Linked DNA regions of Gossypium hirsutum: region 2 is linked to region 1. Evidence: chromatin contacts called from public Hi-C data. All regions are on one chromosome and are shown on one strand. The core of a region is the stretch at or near the end of the contact, and the rest is flanking DNA. Distances in the headings are between cores, read along the strand shown. Region 1 holds the start of LOC107900238. Region 2 holds the start of LOC107897628 (tubby-like F-box protein 2).

Evidence for each region. A called contact is a pair of places that touch in the nucleus more often than the background predicts.
Region 2: a Hi-C map of leaf shows a contact between it and region 1, with 1.9 times the contacts expected there. The contact joins the promoter of LOC107897628 here to the promoter of LOC107900238 in region 1. A contact is called at or near these places in 4 of 34 Hi-C or Micro-C datasets (callus and leaf).

The regions. Positions count from the first base shown.
Region 1 is chrA10:19,089,105-19,093,629 of Gossypium_hirsutum_v2.1, forward strand. LOC107900238 reads right to left here and starts at 2,204. Exons shown (of 3, transcript XM_016825925.2): 1 at 1,825-2,204; 2 at 1,596-1,729; 3 at 1,161-1,503. The coding sequence starts at 2,000. The coding sequence ends at 1,430. LOC107900636 (splicing factor 3B subunit 4) reads left to right here. Exons shown (of 12, transcript XM_041078947.1): 12 at 1-41. It overlaps LOC107900635, which reads right to left. Exons shown (of 2, transcript XM_041078948.1): 2 at 3,679-4,356. The coding sequence ends at 4,152.
Region 2 is chrA10:19,525,754-19,530,278 of Gossypium_hirsutum_v2.1, forward strand. It overlaps LOC107897628 (tubby-like F-box protein 2), which reads right to left and starts at 1,906. Exons shown (of 4, transcript XM_016823143.2): 1 at 674-1,906; 2 at 1-72. The coding sequence starts at 1,018.

The DNA of each region.
Region 1 (4,525 bases), core at 954-3,453:
GGTAAACATTTTTTGTCACCAAGCATGATCGTTTCATTGCAGATCAAAGCCTTTTCTTCTTTCAATGTGTAAAATAACGTACATATGTAATTTGAGTTCAATCAAGTATCCTTTAATTCTTTTATGGTTTCCGCCATGCTTCACGTAAATTAGAGTAACCATTTAAGAGTCAAAATATACTCTAGATTCTCATATTTTTCATTATTTTTTATTTAATTTCAGTACTTTCGTTTGCAAGGTTTCCTTTTTTACTTTCTCCATTTAAATTTAAATGTTAATACATTTAAAATTCTTTTATTAAATTTATCATCGAATAATAATTACTTGATAATTATATAATAAAAAAATAATATTGCTATGATCTTAAATTTAATAAATAGTTATAATAATATTAACTATTCTTAAAAATTCACAGTTAAAATAAAATAAGTTAAATACATTAAAAAATTAAAGTACTAAATTATATGAAAAATTAATTCCCAAAGAAAATTGAAATTTCATTATTATTATATAATATTAATAAAAATAAAAATACATACATGTCAGCATTTTAATTATAATAACATATCTAGGTTAACTATTCCATTATATAAAATATAATGTAAGAATAATATAAAGATCTCATTATTGTAAAATTTCAATAAAAAAGTAAAAGCTTGTGTATTTAAATACATGTACATAAACATTTTAATTAAAAAGAAATGTTTATATTAAAAGTTGAGTTATCAAAAAATTAAATTTAAAAATAAAAATAAGATGACTAAATCAACACTATTAAAATTTTCGATTAAATTCTTTGATATGGTATTTTAAAACATAAAAACAATTAATTATATAGTAATAAAAATAATGTGAAAAATAATAATTAATTTTTAGTAAAAAAACCATTCGAAATCATCATTGAAATATATATTTTTCTATTAGAATAGTATTATTAAAAAAGTTTATATTAATATTTTGATTTAAATATTTAAATCAAAAAAATTAAAATTGGAGCATTTTCTAAAAAAATGAAAAACCACGTCTGAGTTTGAAAAAAATTCAACTCGATCAAATCGAAAAGCTGGGCTCATTTAGAAGTTAGTATGTGAAATTATATCAAAATTAAAATATAAAAATAAAATCTAAAATTTGAGCGGAACATGGAAATTAGAAGGATAGAGCTGAAATTTAACCATTAATTTATAACGTAAAAAGAGCAAAAAAAACAATAGACGGGTGATGGAGGAAGGCTTTAGGGCTTTCACAGATACAGCTAAAGATGTTTGTTTAGGAGAAAGTTTGGTAACAGCTTAAGCCGTGTAATAACCCTTACATATATAGAACTGCAGTAAAAAACTGAAGATAATAAACTAATGCAAGGTAAGGCGCACATGAAACAAAATGGAGGAGGGTACTTGTGAACATAGTTGGGTTTTCCATCCATGGGTTAAGAGGAAGCGTGAGTTTGATTCCTGGCTTTCTCCTTCTCCTTCACTTCACTCCCCTGCGTCTTGTCATAAGCTTCATGCATTGCACCCACCCACAAATCAAATACAGTTCAATTAAAACAAGTTTTACTTACTACTACCTAACCATTCTACTCTACTACTAACCTGGGTGACTTCCATGAATCTCCTTGTTTTTTTTTATGTCAGATATACTCTCGTTCTCTCCATAAATTCCTCCAAATCCTTCTTCATCTGATCTCGTAGCATATCCCTCTCCGAATGACTCAGACATGACATCCCTTAACACATGAAACAAACAGTTTCAAAACCACTAGTAGTAGTAGTAGACATGGGAAGAAAAAGAGAAGCAACATCTTAATTAATATATTCTAACCCAGGTTTTTGTTCAGGCTTTTCGTCTTTCTGCTCCATGCTTTCTGGTTGCTTGGAACAACTTGTGATGATTGGCCTGAAGCTGATCACTGAACTTTTATGATGACTTAAAGAAGCTCGCAGAGATGGAGTGAAAACTGCTGGTGGCTGAGCTCGAACCGATCGGATGGCTTTCATTTCCGCCTACCTTCTTTCGGGTTGTGAAATTATTGAACATTGTTTACTTAAAAGGACAATACTAGAAACCTTCTTTCTTGTTATGTTAAGACACGTAGAAAATGTTAATGGACAGGTGTGGAGTGTAGGAAATGTAGTTTCTGATGAATGTCCATGACCCAGATGGCACTCGAGGAGGGCCAATGAAATATACGGGTTCTACAGAAACCACTAGTTGCCGACACTTAGGCCTCTAATATTTCGACAAGGAACGGTGTGAACCAAGCCTGATGGATGAAGTAGGCAATCTCGGACATTAATTAAAGGGAAAAAGGATTATGATAAACGAAATTAAAAAATTAAGGGTAAAGGAAAGGTGAGTTTCTGTCTGTTGACGGAAACAAAAACGACAAGGCCCATTGGAAATTGAGAAGAAATTAAAGTGACTCATTGGTGCTCGAAAAAGAAGGCCCAATATACATGGTTTAGCTGGATGGAACTTATTGCCCGAATTAAACAAAACATTCACAAAACTTGGTCTCGTACACGGAGCTACACTGCCGTGGAAAGGAAAATGTGACAATGAGGAAATGGCGAAGGACAAGGAGGGAGGGCCTCCTAACCCCTACAAGTTTGGACTTACATTTATTACCGTTAATGGAGGCCTTTGCTCTTGTAAATCAAAATTGACACTAGGAATTCTTCCTTCATTAGAGACAAGCCACTGTCATTGTAAATGCACTAGAGGGTTGATATTGGTGGTTGGTGCCTTTTTAGGCTTTGCCTTTAAGCGTGACCTCTGTTCTTGAGTGCTTGACTCTGTGTTCACTTTCATTGATCGGCAACTCCTTTGCTTTGCTTCTTTTGTATTATATTTTAACCTTGTAAATCAAAATTGATACTAGGAATTCTTCCTTCATTAGAGATAAGCCACTGTCATTGTAAATGCACTAGAGGGTTGATACTAGTGGTTGACGCCTTCCAGGCTTTACCGTCAAGCATGGTCTCTAATCTCTAATACTAGCAATTCCTTAGTATCAATTCCTACAAACTTAGGGTATTACAGCAATAAAATTAAAGTCAAAAGTGAGACGTGTTTAGATTTAATCATTGCAGTGGTAACAAAATGAAATATAATAAATTAAAATAACCATTAAAGATATTAGAGTAATATTTACGGGTAATGCAACTTATAACATATTTGAAAATTTAATAAATAACTAAAAATGTTAAAATTACAAAAATATAGGTACATTATTTATACATTATTTATATATTTATTTAAATATTTTGATTAATTAATATATAAATATGTAAATTTATTTATTATATTAAAAAAATTAAATCAAAATAATTAAAAAATTTTAATTTGAAAATTTTGATAATAAGATATTATATATTAAGTTAATAAATGGTAAAGAAATACAAACAATGTTGTGAAACTCCAGTGGAGAAAAAACAAGTCTGGTGCAATTAAAAGACATCTGCGACAATAAAATGCCAGAAAAAAGGATATGTCTGGAGCCTCAGCCACATGATGATAAAAGAGGGCCATTAATCCATTTCCCGTTCAATTTGTGGAGCAATATTGGTTCTAATATTCCATCTAGTTCTCATATTTGAATCTCAACTGTGAAGCAAAAAAGACTGAAATCCACAAGTTTATAAACTAAAACAGTGTATTCAAATGAGAGGATAGTAGAAGAAAAATCAACAAGGTTATGAAATTATACTTATTAATACTCGGTAACAAGGACAACCCTCAAGAAAATTGAAGCATATTGCTTCATACAACCACTTAAAAGAATGGCAAATTTTCTTTCAACCTCCCTTGCCAATTCAATCCGAAAATGGTTTCTTTTCTTCTTCAATGTTCCCTCTCTCTCTTGCTTTCATTTTATAGGCATATCGTTCTTTTTGTTGTATACAGAACTGTCAAATGTTACAGGTTCAAAGTGTATGGCAAATGACCATGGGCTTCAAGTATAGTTTTGTGAAGAAAAATGAACAATAAGTTGTACCATCTACTTTAAAAGAAGGTAGGCAACAGTCTTCACCGACCAAGATCAATTTTGTCAATGTCTGAATTCGCCCCATTTGTTAAAACAAGTAATAAGCCATCCACGGGCAGCTCAAATAATGAATCAAACTACTTTTAGCGCTTAAAACGGATCACATGGACAAGGGTAATAGAAACTTTCTCTCTCTCTTCTTGACCACAGCCTGCCTACAACCTCTCAAGCGTATGGGAAGGAAAATACCAAGGCATATTGGGATACATGAAAGCCAGTAGTTACTAAAATAAAGGGACAAGTAGGATAGTATGACTAACACACTAAATGTGAAGGCCCAAAAAGTAGCCACAGCTACATCAGCCCTGCATGAAGTGAACAGAATCTTGTCAAGAACATGTAGAAGTTTAATTTACAACCAAAGCATGCCAGAGAAATGCTAGAAGGAGACATAATATGTTACAAAGTTCACATAAGGAAATTTTCTGTGAATAAAATGAACAAGTATTTTTTATAGGGACGAGTAGAATGAAT
Region 2 (4,525 bases), core at 656-3,155, 440 kb after region 1:
GAACAAAAGATATGTAGACGTTGCTCTGTCCCTTCTAATATAGCACTGAATCGGAGACTCGCGAGGACCAGGCTGTTCATGGGCACAAACAAAAGATATAAGCTTTTTAAGTTGAGAAACAAGAAAATAGTAATTCCCATTATTTATACAGACATGAGACTAATCGTCAAATGCCAACTTACACAGCAGGAAACGAAAATTTAGATTTAGCTTTATGTGCTGCATTTGAAAGTTTTTATCATGCAACTATCACCCCAATGATCATTTCATGATAGAAATGCCAGAGCAAGACATATTAAATAACAAAAAATTAGTAAGTTCTTGACATAGATGCATATTGTTGATGGTCTTTTGGAAAGATTGTACAAACAATAGAGGAAAGTCGATGGGCACTGGAGTGAATAATCCGAAACATGATCTAATGCTCAAGTCCGCAAATATTGGAAGGAGCACTTTCCCGATATCCGCTGACTTAAATCAGAGCACGCCCGGGAACCAACTCCGGCAACCCTCCTAACTTTCTTCAACCTTTTGCAGCTTCGTTTATCCTTTATTCGAAGGGACCAAAACACATATGGGAGTGTTTCTTTTCCGTCCCCTTAATATAATTTACCTACAAATCCTCTAGTTTGGAATCAAAATGGAAAAAATTTCAATAGGAAAAGTGTATAACCTGCTTCAGTGAGATTGGAAATGTGAGCCTCCCACATTGCTCGGGAGTCTTCACAATCTCCTTTGTAATTTCCCTCCAAGACCTACAAACTGCAGCACAAAAAACAACAGCAGCTCGAGCAGGCCAAGCTGTTTCACTCTCTTCCACTCTGTGGATGATATCTAAGAGTAATTCCAGGGGCAGATTCGACCAAGGGCTTTGCTCGGCACATTCCTGTGGCTGGTCCGGAACGACATGGGAACGTGTCCGGCTTCGCCAAAGCTTGCTTTCTCCACCTCTCTTTGATATGTTCCCAATCCCATCTTTCATTTCCTTCAACTCTCGCATCATAATCTTCAGTAACATCTTTTATAAGCATACCAAGGCCAATCTCTATATAATCAACTGCGTATATATAACAAGAGAAAACCAAAAAGATAAAATTTTCTGCATTATTTTATATCTCAGCTCAACTAAAAGCAAATTTCTATCAAATCAAACTCCATAGATCAAAATTTTGCAACTTTGGTAACAATAGCACCCAGAAAACAGAGAGAACTGAAACCCAAAGATCAAAACACCAATAATGACATAAAAGTACACATAAACGAATCTCCTTTTACCTGAATCATCAACCCAAAAAGATAAAAGCTTGAGAATAAAGAAATGTGGAAACCAGTTCTAAGCCCACCGGTTCAAATCAATCAACCCAAAACAGAAACAGCTCAGATACATCCCCACACGGCCCACAGTATAAGCAATACGTCAAACCAATAGGAATATATATATATAGCAGTGAAAGAAATTGTTATAAATGGTAAAAAAAATGCCAACTTTTCTTCTTCCTTTTAATTTTTTTATCAGTGGGAATCATGAGATGGCTAGGTCATTGCAAGCCCCTAAGCCACCCTTCAACCACCGTCAGAGCCGGCGTTCCAACAACCTGCGCGACCACCTCAACCACCAGCTTTCTCCGAGATCAGACAGTCAAAGTGCTGTGTCTCTCTCTCACTTTTCAGTTACTTAAAAGCAGATCCACAGTTTTTTTTCTTTTAGGGTTTAGAATAATAATAATAATAGTATTATTTTGGATGAGTTTTTGATTAATTGTTGCAATGGAGATGATATGTCAGTCTTATCACTCACACTGACCATTTTTTAAGAGTTAAAAATATGATGTTAAAACACGTGGGAATGAATCAATCAAGTGTTGATAATAATTCTTCCAATCGGATCAGTATGTGATGGGACATCTTCTTTGAAAAAAAAAAAAGCTTTCAAATCAATGTTTTCCTCCTTCCCTAAATTCATTTTTCAAATTTATTAAAATAGAAGAAAATCTCTTTTCTCAAAATATCACTTAGCTAGTATTTATTATTTCGACTGTTTTAGATTTGGATATGGTTTTTTAAAATTATGTAAATCAATTGATAATACACATAAATTAATTTATGCAGATTAAGTTTTATCTGGATCGGTATTAATATTGTATCCAATATAAGAGCACATAAATTCGAACGTATTAAAGTGTATTATCTGTAAATTTTTTAATTTTTTAACCATTAATCGAATTGAAATTTATATGGTTTTGATCGGTTGGTTAAAAAAATATCAAACATATAAAAATAAATTATCTTCATTTGACCGAATTAAAATTAAATATAATTTGTATTATTAATTATGAAGTTTAGTTAATTAAGTTAATTACTTGATTTTAAATCGAATTAACCGATTACCGACCGTCCTAACAAATATTAACGGACCTTCGATCGAATTAGATCGATTAACTAAATTAGATCAGTTTAATAGATTAATTTAATTTTAACCGTTATTTAAACACTCTTAAATAGACCTAACAACTTAAGCTTAAATTTGGAATAGAAAATTTTCTTAAGATTCGAACTTTCATCCAACTCAAAAACACCTCTACATCCAATTTAGATTAAAAAAAAAAAACCTGGTTGTTTGACCTTGCTTTTACGTCTAAAAGCGATGCTTAGGCCTTAATGCGAAAGGACACAAAATTTTAGTTTTCTTGTTTATATTTTTATAAATCCATAAATTAAAATTACTTTGTTAAATAATCTCCTTATACTTTTGTTGTACCCAAATAAACCCTTAGTATTTTGATTTAATTTAGCTTTATTTTTAAACAAAATATTGGTTTTTATTTAAGAATAAAATAAAGATGAATTTAAGGGATTACTTAGATAAAAGTTAAAAAATTAAAAGGTTTATTTGGATTCTATTTAAAGTTGAAAGCTTAATTAAGTGTAATATAATGATTTATTTATCTATATTATCTTTTAAATGTTTGATTGAGGTAATGTTATAAGTCAATTGAACATCAATTTAAGGTGTATTTGTTAAAGCATTAAAAATTTTCAATATTTAATATTTTAAATGTGTTTGATAATCATTCTAATTTTTTTATACTTAATAGGGAGGTAGCTACCTATTAGAAAATATTAAGTTAGATTTTATTTTATTTTATTTAAAAAATTGAGATATTTAAATTACCATATTTATATTTTATCCAAAATAATATCATATATTATATTAATGAGTTTAAAATTAAAAATTAAATAATTTTTCACTTTTATCAAACAATATAATTATATTCGGTACTTATATTTACTAGTTTACCAAAAAAAATTCTAATATAAATTTAGGACTTATAAAATTTAACAATAAAATTTCAATACTTAATTTTTTCAGTTTATCAAACACACCCTTAATTGGAGAATAACTTACATTAACAAGATTTTTTATACATTTTTATATAAAATCAATAAGAGTTAATTCAAACTAGAATACCCACACATAATGGAACTTAATCTTAAGTACATCACAATCTTCAAAGTCTCAATTTTATCATTCAAACTAAAATCTCATTTGTTTTTCATATTATTTATTTTTAAGTATATATTTGTTAAAAAGAATTAACTACTAGAATCTAATTTAAATATATCAACAGAATTTAATGAATAATTTATTATATTATCCATTTTTATTTAAATAAACAAAACATTTATTTAATTCAAATTTTAAAAACACAAACTATCATCCATGCCCCTAAAATTATGCTAAGACAGATGTTATTGTTGGGGTTCGACTTGTATAAATAACGAACAAGTAAAATAGAGAAAATTAAATAAACAAATATTTATATAAAAAGCCTTCGATTAGGGAAAAAATCTTCTTTGATAAGTCGTCGTCTTCTTAAATAACTACAAAACCTCTTAAAAATATGAAGCACACCCTATAATTATAGTTTTTAAAAAAAAGAAACCGAAAAATGATGCCATTATTTAAATAATGCATAATTTAAAATTTCAATTTCGAATACTTACCACAAGACCTAAAACAAAAGTTCAAATTGACATCTACAAATACAAACAATGTAAAAAAATGAAAAAGAAAAATCTTAAAATCCCAATAATTTCTGTGATCTTGTCTTGAAATAAACTTAAACAATCGAAAATGTGTGGTTGGTTTATGGAACCAAATCCAAGCCTCGCCCCATTGATAGGAGACAATGGTGTAGTCTAGCCCTGGCCTAGCCACCCCACCCCACCCTTTGGTGAATTCATGGCAGCCAGAGCCCCGGCCCCATCAGCCAGCCTTGAGGATGAACCCTGGCTCAACAACCATAACCAGTGGCGGACCACCTTTTTGTAAAAGCCAACACTTTATCCCTTCACAAGTTTCTAAGAACGTGTTTTTATATGATCGGATCCGTATTTAAACACAATTTTTTATTCATATTTCTTATTAAAAAGAGTCTGGGTTTTAATTCAACTTTAATTGATTCTTGAATTATATTTTGGTCAACTACATTTTAATTCATTAAATTTACGTTTTAATTACTTA